Linked DNA regions of Hordeum vulgare: region 1 is linked to region 2. A link is a contact called in public Hi-C data. All regions are on one chromosome and are shown on one strand. Each heading gives the region's core, a stretch centred on a gene start, on an enhancer-like site or on the middle of the called end of the contact. The rest is flanking DNA. Distances are from core to core; before and after follow the strand shown.

What was found. A called contact is a pair of places that touch in the nucleus more often than the background predicts.
Region 1: a contact with region 2 is called in a Hi-C map of leaf, with 4 times the contacts expected there. The contact joins the promoter of LOC123447204 here to the enhancer-like site in region 2. A contact is called at or near these places in 3 of 6 Hi-C or Micro-C datasets (leaf and seedling) and 1 of 1 datasets of contacts at active chromatin or transcription factors (embryo).

What each region holds. Positions count from the first base shown.
Region 1 is chr4H:10,258,872-10,264,209 of MorexV3_pseudomolecules_assembly, forward strand. It overlaps LOC123447204 (tetratricopeptide repeat protein 38-like), which reads right to left and starts at 1,287. Exons shown (of 14, transcript XM_045123786.1): 1 at 1,006-1,287; 2 at 822-920; 3 at 616-717; 4 at 91-234. The coding sequence starts at 1,272.
Region 2 is chr4H:10,011,805-10,018,061 of MorexV3_pseudomolecules_assembly, forward strand. It overlaps LOC123447196 (inositol hexakisphosphate and diphosphoinositol-pentakisphosphate kinase VIP2-like), which reads left to right. Exons shown (of 30, transcript XM_045123777.1): 29 at 956-1,030; 30 at 1,128-1,587. The coding sequence ends at 1,415. Among protein-coding and RNA genes, the nearest start is that of LOC123447197, 15 kb to the left of the region's middle. Within about 2 kb of position 1,792, at least 1 of the 3 cell types and tissues checked has open chromatin away from gene starts, as enhancers often do. A contact at or near this core is called in leaf, where this site is marked.

The sequences.
Region 1 (5,338 bases), core at 37-2,536, 250 kb after region 2:
CAGGTATATAAGGTTCATATCACTTACAAGTCAGCAACTAGATGTAATCACTAAAGCCAAATATAGCCAAACAACAACTCATCAACATACATTATGCTGTGACCAGAAGTCGTTCTTGTTTATAGCCAAGCCTTTCCGAGCAGCAATCTCAGCCTCGTCCATTCTTCCGAGCTCCAGCAAAGGGAAAGCGAGCATGCCGTATACATAGTTCCGATCTTGGTTCTCCGGCAAAACCTGATCAGCAACGAGCGGCATTCAATTAGTCAGAAAGAGTTTCTTCATTTGTACAGTAGCATTTTCATAAGAGTAGCTGCTCTATTTAAAGTTTCTGCATTTCTAGTGAATATGAATATGGTAACAAATGCTGTTACACTGTCATCGGGTTTCATTCAGTGGGCTACCTACCCTGATGCTAGAAAACAGCAGGCATACAACTCCTTTGAGAAATCACTAGATTTTATTTCACTGAAAGTTTCAGTGGGTGTTGCTAAGAAATGTTTCACACAAGCGCACCCAATGCACAAAAGAAACGGCATTGCTATCCCTGGGTTAAATCCTAAATATGAAAACTGTAAGCATAAAAACCAGACCTCTTGTGGTAAATTGTCAGCTTACTTGTTGAACAAATTCGAGGGATGTGTCCGGCCGTCCGACATAGAAGCAGATGAGCTGCGCTCTCCTGAGGGACATGAGATCCCTGGGGAACTCCCTGAGCAGCTGCCACACACGAGCAAGGACGCCGTTCAGTTTCACCAGTCAACTTTGTGGCTCGCTCCCAGATCGGCAGGAGAAATCAGATGAAAGGCGCCGCGAGAGCGAACCTGGAAATGCCGGTCGACGGCCACCTCCGTGTCCCTGTCCTCGCCGACGAGCGCGGAGAGCGCCCGGAACAGCGCCCTCTCGTACTCCGTCGCCTTGCCCTTGTGGAAGCAGGCGAGCGCACCGAAAGTCAAGGGAGGATTCGGAATGGGGAAAGGAGCGGACCCGAGGCAGTCGGTTGCTTACGAGGCTGGCGGCGGCGGCGGCGAGGAAGGCGGCGGCGGCGGCGCGGTCGCGCGGGCCGACGAAGTGCGCGGCGTGCAGCGCGGCGAGCGCGCAGGCCGGGTCGGCGGCCGCGGCGCGGAGCGCGGCGGGCCCGCGGCCGCGGCCGAACGCCATGGTCTGCGCGTAGTAGTCGTCCAGCGCCGCCGCGCAGTCCGCGGAGGCCGTCCGGTACTCCTGCCCCCACATGTCCCTCCTCACCTCCCCCTCCCCCTCCGCCGCGGCCGCCATCGATCTGCCGCCGCCCTGCCTGCCTGGCTCGGCCGCGCGCGTCCTCCTGCTGCTGCTGCTGCTGCTGCTGCTTGGGTGGGTGGTGGTGCTCGTGGGAGGAGGAGGAGGGTCGGGAGGCCGCGTGGAGTGAGAGTGGTTGTTGCGGAGGCGCGTGCGTGCGTGCGTGCGTGCCGTGCCGTGTCACCGCTGGCGACGTCCACGTCCGTGGAATGGTGGTTCGGCGGTCAGACAGCACACAGCAGGGTGGTGGGCGCGTGTTGCTGCGTCGTGCCGCGCGACAGTGGTTTTGGGACAGTGATCCTCCCGATGGCGAGTGGCCTCGCGGCCGCCGGATGCCGACGCGGCGGCACGCGAGGGACGGGGAGGAAAACGATGACCAGGTGGAAGAATTGGTTTGGGCCGTAGTAGAATTTTTTCCAAAAAAAAGCATCGTAGCCTTATCTACTTCCTCCGTTCCTAATACATACGGATGTACATAGACATATTTTAAAGTATAGATTCACTCATTTTTGCTCTGTACGTAGTCTTCTAGTGAAATACCTAAAAGGCCTTATATTTTGGAACGGAGTAATAGAGTATAAAAAATGAAAAAAAAATAGAGTCAGCCATAGCAAGATGGCGTGGCGGCGGCATCCTCCTGGTAGACCAGTGTCCTCGGGTTTCGTCGACGTTTGCTCCAACGTCGGCACGGAGCTTGGGAGGTAGTCCAGGAGCGGATGCAGATTGTGGTCTGCATCGACGATATCTGAAGGACATAATGTGTTCTGGGTTCGTGGTTAGTGGATGCCAGGTATGGTTTCCTCATTTGACGTCTTAATCGTGGTGGGATGTCAGATTTACAGTTCGATGGCGTGTCCAGGGTGTTACTCCGGTCTGATTTGTTCAACGTCAAGTGCTTTATTTTTGGTGAGCAACCTTGTAGGTCCGCAAAGATGTATACCAGTGATGGAGCCGCGTCGAGTTCGGGTGAGGAGGTGATTCGTCATTCTTTTCTTTGATGGCTGTTGTGATGGTGGCAAAGACAGGTGACGAACTCTAGTGTCAAACTCACATATGTCCTTCTATCTTTTCAGTTTTGTTATATCAATTTTTATATGATTTGTATTTTGATCTTTACAATATAAATGAGACACATATTATCAAGCAAAAAAGATCGCGCGTATACTCCCGCTGCATGCGCAACCGTTAGATACAAATTTGATCAGCCGGCGCACAATCAGCCAAGGCCTCCATGACTAGACCCGTGTGCTTTTGTCACTTATATTTTTTTCATTAACATTTTTTGTGCTGCAGAAGTGCTTTCACAACGATGCCTATGTTACACGAAAGTTAAGACAAAAAAGTTCTGCAACATCATCCGTGTTGCTGAAATCTTTTCACAACAACATCCATGTTGATAAAAAGTAAAGATATATTTTTTACAACATCATTTGTGTTGCAAAATTTCTTCCACCACGAAACTCATGTTTCAAAAAAGTTCAGACAAAAAAAAACTTTACAACAAAACGTCACAAATGTTTCTGTAACAGAAGGTCTACTGCAACGATGAGAAAGGGGTCGGACTACTGGATAGCCCCGATCAAACGGATGCGGATGTGGTGGATTTTCTAAAAAGATCCGCCGACCAACGCGTGGAGTCCACAAGGTCCACCATCCAAGGAGAGCAAAAGAGGGTTCGACACACTTGTCATTGCTATTGTGGGGGCTGTGTGTGTGGAAGCATCGTAATGCTCGGATTTTCAACAGGGTCCACCAACAGATGACGCCTCACGAGCTAGTGGATGCCATTCTATGGCAAGTTCATGACCGGAGGCGAGCCGAAGTGGGTGTTGGTGGTTTAGCACATTTGTTTTGTGAGAGAGTAGGCTTTAGGTTTGTCTGTTGGTTGTTACCGGACGTTGCCGGGAGTAGATATTCGCATCTACTTTAGGTTTCTTGTAAATTGTCTTTGCTCTCTTTTATAAAAATATGATACACAATTGATCTACTCTCGAAAATATATATGGAGATTTCTAGACCAATGAACTAGCACTGCGCCGTAGCCGTTGACACGCCTCTGTCATTGCTCCCCTATCGATGTCGGTTTGACCAGGCCGGGAAGTATTCGCAGATGTGCATCTAAGAACCAACGTCATGAAGCCGCAGTCGTTGAACTTAATTGACCTAAAGCACCTTGACATGACAAGAGATCTCAACCTCACTGTCTTAAGGAGATGGTAGAAATCTACACCAAAGCATTTCTCTTGACGGATGACGTTTTTTCATAGCGAACCATGCATAAGCAATCCGTGTAAGGGGGTCATCGCGAGTCATGCACAAGCAATCCGGCAGCACATCAACCCTCAAAAGTGTTCTGTACAATTTGGAAAGAGTTGTCCGGATGCCATATGGCAGAACGCCATGCAAGTATCGGAGGTTGTTGACAATGAATTCGAGGCAAAGTATTTTGGTCTTCCCACACGTGATGGAAGGATGCATAAAGGAAAATCTAAAACCTGCAAGAAAGACGCACACAACAAATTTTAATATGGGGAAAGGGGTTTCCATAAAGTCAACCGTGCAGGTAATGTTGACATATATCATGAGTGTGTTCAAACTACCGACGTTCGTGTGTGATGATCTCTCGAGTTTAGTTCGGTATTTTTTATGGGGATCACAGAAGGGAAAGAGAAAGGTACGTTGGATGTCATGGGACAAGATCATTGAGGTGATCCGGGCCCATTTTTTAGGGTACGGTTCGAATGTTAGGTGGCGATCCGGACGGGGCGTCGGGCGGGGCGACGAGCCGGGTGATTGACGCGGTGGCTCCGCCGCCAGATCCTCTATTGTCTCTACAGCCGCCATTGATTCAGATCGCGAGGGGTGATGGTCCAGGCGGGTCGACTAAAGGGGCGATGAGCGGGGCGTCCGGCGCGGCGACGCCGCCGCTAGATCCTGCACAACCCAGTACACCTAGCGTGCCCGCTGGGATTTCTAGCGCTCCGGTGGTTGATGCGACGGAGGTGGTAGACGAAGTCACCTCGTCGGCGCAAGGCGTGATCTATGCGGGAGACTCGCGCTGTGAGACCCTTCGTGCAGGGCCCGTGCCGGAGGTTTCACCTTACCGTCGATGGGACGTCGAGTTTGCTGACTCCATTCTGAGTGATGCAAAACTCATCCAGGGATCTATTTGTCTCCACTTGCCTTCGCGTTGGATCACCATTCGGGATGTCCATGATGATATTCTTGCAGGGAGATATCTGCACGAGAATGAATACCCACATGTTGGGGAGGTGCTCGACATTGACGGATTTCATCTCCTACGAAGGCAATTGCGTCGCCACAAAAGAAGATCGACCAGGATACGGTATGCGTCGATCTTTCGTCTAGTCCGATTCGTTTTGGCGGCCGTTTTTGGGTTCTTGCAGATCACGAGGATGATGAAGATGCGGACGGCGTGGACTTGCTCCAACCAGAGGTGCCGCCAGTTTCGTCATCGGTGGTCAGGACGTGTGTATCACATCGCAAGGATGTCGTGCTGGACGATGTGCATGGCGACGAGCTGGCGGAGGAGCTGACGCCGGTTGTGCCATCCCCGTCGATCATGTCACCGTCGACGGCGTTGCTGCAGGAGCGCAAGATGCGGCACGATCCTATCCTTGCACAGAAGAAGATGGAGGCGCCTCCTCGGAAGCCATGGGTTGGGCCGATTCCTAAGGTAATTCGTACTCCACTTTCTTTATCTGATTACTTCACGCCGAATTGTTGGATCACTCGTACCAAGAACAAGAAGAAGGTTCCTAGCGTTGTTCAGCCGTCAGGGTCGGCGGCGATCGAGCAGTCTACGCGTGATTCCAGGGCGAATTTTTTGAATGCCGCTGTGGCGGCGGCTGGGCCTGAGGTGCTGGCAAATTCGACGGGCTCTCAATTGGCTGGGTATACGGCCCAGCTCAAGATGCCCTCGGGTTGCCTTGCGTTAGCTTATCCCCAGGAGGAGTCCATCCTGGGCGTGAACTTACCGATTCCTAGGGTTCAGCCTCACGTTGGCTTTCTTGGGCTGGGGCTGGCCCAGTCTGCTGTTGTTGTG
Region 2 (6,257 bases), core at 542-3,041:
TCCATTTGCTACACTGGGATCACTGTATTTCATCAGTATCTGAAATTGGGCATAAAATCATCTATTGATTATGCCAAAGTGACATAGTCTCTTCAGTATTTGTTATTTCTCACACTGAAATGGTGTGTCCTGAATCTTGTACTTCAAATTTGTTTGTCTTCTCTACAGGGTATGTATCTAAGTGTATTAGTTTTCGTTGGTATTTCTGTAATGCTGAGTGCCTGAGTACCACTTACCAGGGATGGCGTAGTAGGCAAGTCATTTTTTCGAAAATGAGTTAGGATTTGGGTTATTTTTAAAATGTCATGAAAAATGGTTATTTGATAATACTCTTCGCTAGCTACTTTATTGTAGGGCCATTTCCGATCAATAATGTGTTATGTGACTAAGTAGTGGCCTCCCCTTGTAGTCTGACCCTTTTTGCCGAGAAAAGCCTTAGCCTATTTATGGGCTATGCATGCATGCTCTATAACCATTCCATTGCTCAAGTGACGAAGTTGGGAGTAGGATTGCTGGTAGCTGAAAATTCTGTCTATCTGATCTTGCATTGATGGCAAACCTACTTCCATCCAAATAGTTGAAATGGTATTGGTGTCGGTTCTCTCTTTAAGTCAAGTACTTCACTATATTCTTCACAGAGCGATAAGCAGTAAAAGTGCACACTATTTATGAGTGTTTTCCCCCTAGTTGTATCATGTACATATAACATGCCTATCAAAATGTTACTATACATGGAAAGTTGGCTGAAACTTTCATCTGATTTTGTATCATGTACTCTACATATGTGCATCATACTTTATGTCATAATTTCCACAGAATAACCATATAGGTGCTCTTTGCCAAAGTTATGTTTGATCCTTTTGTGACTGCGTACTCCATAATCCATGCCCTCCTAATATTGGTATTATCCATATAGTTGGAAACTTCTGATGCTTACCAAATTTACTATTTACAGGTTCCTTTAGAAGATGAGGAAAGGTTCCGGATCGAAATGACATTCAGTCGTGGTGCTGATCTCAGCCCTCTCGAGGTACTCACCCATGTCTCTCTATTCACAATCCAGAAGTCTCTGCTTGCTTCGTACTCCACGCATTCGATGTTACTAACAGAACGTATGGTTGGTCCAGGACAAAACCAGTGAAACTTCTCCGTTGCTCCAGGAGCACACCCTGCCGATAATGGGCCCCGAGAGACTGCAGGAAGTTGGCTCTTGCCTGACACTGGACAAGTTTGAGAAGATGGTGCGGCCGTTTGCCATGCCTCCTGAGGACTTTCCTCCGGCTGCACCTCCACAAGTCTTGGGATACTTCTCCAAGGGCGCTGGGGTGCTTGAACGGCTGGCTAGTTTCTGGCCTTTCCACAAGAGCGGAATTAACAGCAAAATGGCTGAAAAAGCTGTGAATTGCCAGAAATGAGTTCATGTGAATATTCATTCCTCTTTGTTAACATCTGGTGGCGACACCATTTGCGCAATTTTGGTAACATGGGTTCATCTTTCAGAAACTGAATCTCACGTGTACTTTTGCCCGGCATCTTGATCTTGAGCATGATTGTAGGCAAATTTTCAAAGATATGTTACGGAACTTGCATCTTGTTTTCTGCCATCTTTTTTGTTAAAGTATTCCTTTCAACTGTCTGATCGAAAGGGCGTCCGTCGCCTTCATCACGCGACGCGTGTCCCTCGCACCGCTACATCCTTCTTATCTCCTTTTCAATCAGCTCCTTTTCCCAGCTCCTGCAGCATGCCATGGCCACCACCACCTCAAGCTCCTGCAACGCCACTGCTCATACAAGTCAGCAGGTCGTCGTCATATGCCCATGCGCTCCCGTGCTCGCCACAGGCTGGGCCTCCGCTGCTGGCCCGTGAGGAAGGGGAGGCCATGGATTTCCTGTAGGGGCGGAGCGTCGGGAGGCTGCAGGGTGAGCTGGGCATGGCTGCGGCCGCGCTGCCCTGCCGCGAGTGTGGCGGGCCGGGGCCGGGGCGCGTGCTGTGGTCGGCTGGTGGGGCAGCGCCGTCAGATTGGAGAAGGGAGAGACAAAATTTTTTCGCAACTTGACCTTTGTTGCAAAAATTTCTGAAACATGACCTTCGTTGCAAAAAATTATTCCGCAAAAGTACCTATGTTGTAGAAAGACGAAGAAAATAATAATTCTGCAACAAGCAAATTGTTTCTGAAACTCGACCGTTGTTTCAGAAATTAACGGGTCTAAAGTTTATTTCTTGCAACAAAGCGAAAGTTTCTGCAACTCAACCATCGTTTCAGGAATTATGCGTAGCAGCGTGCTTGTTTTCGCAACTGGAGCGTTGTTTCAGAATTTTATGTGGTGAACGGGAGGCGATCGAGCTGGTGATCGGACGGTGCACGCGTATGCATTGGACGGCTAAAACGATGGTGGATGGTTACTACAAATCCACCGATGAATGCCTAGCAGTCTTCATCTTTTTTAGGATCATGAATCAAGCTTCTGGTCTTTTTTCTTTTTCTTTTGCGGAATGTCCAAAAGACTTTGTGCATGGCCGCATCCCAAAGTACCATTCCTAATGTAATCTTGAGATAATACTCGTTGAAGGAACCAAATACTAATAGCAGAATTGGCTGGTAGTATACTGTTGATACAAGAACAATTACTCCCTCCCTTCTTAAATATAAGTTTTTTTAAAGATTTCATTACAAGACTACATACGGATGTATATAGATATTATGTACTCCCTCCGTCTCAAAATAAGTGTCTTCAACTTAGTACAACTTTGTACTAGAGCTAGTACAAAGTTGAGACAGTTATTTTGAGACGGAGGGAGTAGCTCCCTAGTAATTTTTTTTAAAAGACTTATATTTAGGATTAGAGGAAGTATGATACACTAGAGCCAAAAAGATTGAAGGAAAAATTTCCGAGAGATGGAAAAACCAGATTTCCACATTGAGTTGGGGGCTTAATGCCCACATGATCTCTTGGTAAGAGCATGATTCCAACTTTCCAAGTGTTAAAAGAGGGCCAAAGGGTATAGTGGCGTGTGAAACCTGCCCAAGTCTTTTTCTGGCTGTCATGGCAAATTAGTTTGGACAGTATTTGGCCCCTGATTGCTGACGTGCCCCATCTTTGTGTATAAAAGGTGGATATGTGAGAGATGTCAAGTTGCTGAGTAAGAGTTGCTTGTTTGTATTTTGGCCTGGAAGCATCTGGTGCTTCATGCCAAGTATTTTTGGCCAGCCAGATATACCCAAAATAAATGTCTTAAATTTGTATTGATTTTAATATAAAGTTGTATTAGAGTTGAAACATTCATTTTAAGATGGAGGGAGTATGATGCACGACGCAACGGCTCTCTTTCCTGCCTTTTCGTTGTGATAAGCTTACGTGTATCTTGAGCACCATGAGTTCTAGCTACTGAATACGTAACAAATTGCAACTTTTTTTGGATGGAACAAATTCTGTCTTTCTGCAAACCAACCTGTGGTTGGATGGTTAGAAGGACTGTGGTATCCTTCATCCATCAGAATTTAAATCCTAGATTTGACATTGATGCTTGCATTTTTTAAATTTATTTCAGGTCTTTCACCGACGTGCGTTTGGTGGAAGGAAATGTTTCCATTGACTACAAAGGCGTTTGTGGCAACTTCGTCAATCTCAAGATGATGTGCCGGCTTAGTCTCTTGAAGGTGTTCATGAATGAGTGTATGCTCGCGTATGTGAACGACTTTGATTGTACCCTGTTCAAAAAAAAAGAAAATATGTCTTTCATCGCCCCCTTCTGCTTTCACTTGGTTTAACGCACTGTTTTGTGATTCCGGGTCGATTTTTTATCCTCCATGAACCCTTCGCACGGTTATCGAGACATCACAAAAGCACATTGTTTTTATCGTTTTGCGCCAGTTTCATGGGTTATAACACACTGTTTTAGGGTCCAGAGTCAATTTGTGATGCTTCATGAACCCTGTGCACGACTATCGAAATGTCCCTATGGCGCATTGTTTTGGGGTCGTGTGTCAATTTTTTATGCTCCACCTGAACCTTGTGCACGACTATCGAGACGTAGCAAAAAATCGTCGTTTTTGCCATTCCGGGCGAGTTTCGTGGGCTGTAACACACTGTTTTGGGGTCCCGGGTCAATTTTTTATCCTCCATGAACCGTGTGCACGACTATCGAGACGTCGCAAAAACTCATTGTTTTTGTCGTTTCGGGCCAGTTTCATGTGCTATAACACACTCTTTTAGGGTCCAGGGTCGATTGTTGATGCTCGATGAATCATGCGCACGACTATCGAGAGTTACCAAAACTCGTTGTTTGTCATTTCGTGCCAGTTTCGTGAGCTATAGCGCACTATTTTGGGGTCCCGAGTTGATTTTTTTATGCTCCATGAACCGTGCGCATGGCTATAGAGGCATCCAAAAAACACGGTGTTTTGTCGTTTCAGACCAGTTTCGTGGGCCCCGGGTCGATTTTTTGATGCGCCATGAACCCTGTACACGGCTATCAAAACGTCGCATTTTTTTTGTTTTTTTCACGCCAGTTTCGTGGGCTATAGCGCACTCTTTTGGGGTCCCAGGTCGATTTTTGATGCTCCATGAACCCTGTGCACGACTATAGAGACGTTGCAAAAACTCGTTGTTTTGTCCTTTCGAGCCTGTTTCATGGTTATAAGCGCACTATTTTGGGGTCCCGGGTCGATTCTTGATGCTCAACGAATCGTGTGCATAGCTATCAGGACGTCCCAAAAGCATGTTTTTTATAGTTTCGGGCTAGTTTCGTGGGCTATAACACATTGTTTTAGGGTCCCGGGTCAATTTTTAATGTTCCATGAACCATGTGCATGGCTATTGTGACGTTGTAAAAACTCGTTGTTTAGTGGTTTCACGCTGTTTTGGGGTCCTGGGTTGATTTTTTATGCTTTATGAACCGTGTGCACGACTATGGAGACGTCTCAAAGACTCGTTGTTTTTGTCGTTTTGAGCCAGTTTCATGGGCTATAGGGCACTTTTTTGGGGTCCCAGGTCAATTTTTTTGCTCTATGAACCATGTGCGCGGCTATCGAGACGTTCGAAAAACCCGGTGTTTTTGTCGTTTCGTACCAGTTTCGTGGGCTCGCACTGTTTTAGGGTCCTGGATCAATTTTTGATGCTCCATAAACCCCGTGCACGGTTATTGAGACATCACAAAAACTCATTGTTTTTGTCATTTCGGGTCAGTTTGGTGGGCTATAACACACTGTTTTAGGGTCCCGGGTCGAATTTTGATGCTCCATGAACCCTATGCACGTCTATCGAGATGTCGCAAAAAATCGTTGTTTTTGTCATTTGGGGCTAGTTTCCTAGGCTATAACACACTGTTTTGGGATCTCGGATCGATTTTTGATGCTCCATGAACCCTGTGCGCGGCTATCGAGACGTTGCGAAAACTCGTTGTTTGTGTGGTTTCGGGACAGTTTCGTGGGCATTGTTTTCGGGTCCCGGGTCGATTTTTTATGCTCCAAGAACCTTGTGCATAGCTATCGAGACGTGGCAAAAATTCGTTGTTTTTATCATCTCGGGCCAGTTTCGTGGGCTATAACACACTGTTTTAGGGTCCCAGGTCGATTTTTGATGCTCTATGAACCCTGTGCATGGCTATCGAAATGTCGGAGAAACTCGTTGTTTTTGTCATTTCGGGCTAGTTTCGTGGGCTATAGCGCACTGTTTTGGGATCCCGGGTCATTGTTGATGCTCCATGAACCCTGTGCATGACTATAAAGACGTCGCAAAAACTCGTTGTTTTGTCCTTTCGGGCCTGTTTCGTGGTTATAAGCGCACTATTTCGGGGTCCCGAGTTGTTTTTTTATGCTCCATGAACCCTGTGCACGGCTATAGAGACGTCCCAAAAACACGGTGTTTTTGACGTTTCTCGTGAGTTTCTTGTGCGCACTGTTTTGGGGTTCCGGGTCAATTTTTTATGCTTCATGAACCCTCTGCACGGCTATCGAGACGTCACAAAAACTCGTTGTTTTTATCATTTCGAGCGAGTTTCGTGGGCTGTAACACACTGTTTTGGGGTCCCGGGTCAATTTTTTATGCTCCAAGAACCTTGTGCACTGTTATCGAGACGTCGCAAAAACTCGTGGTTTTTGTCATCTCGGCCAGTTTCGTGGGCTATAACACACTGTTTTAGGGTCCCGGGTCGATTTTTGATGCTTGATGAACCCTGTGCATGGCTATCGAAATGTCGCAGAAACTCGTTGTTTTTGTCATTTCGGGCTAGTTTCGTGGGTTATAGCGCACTGTTT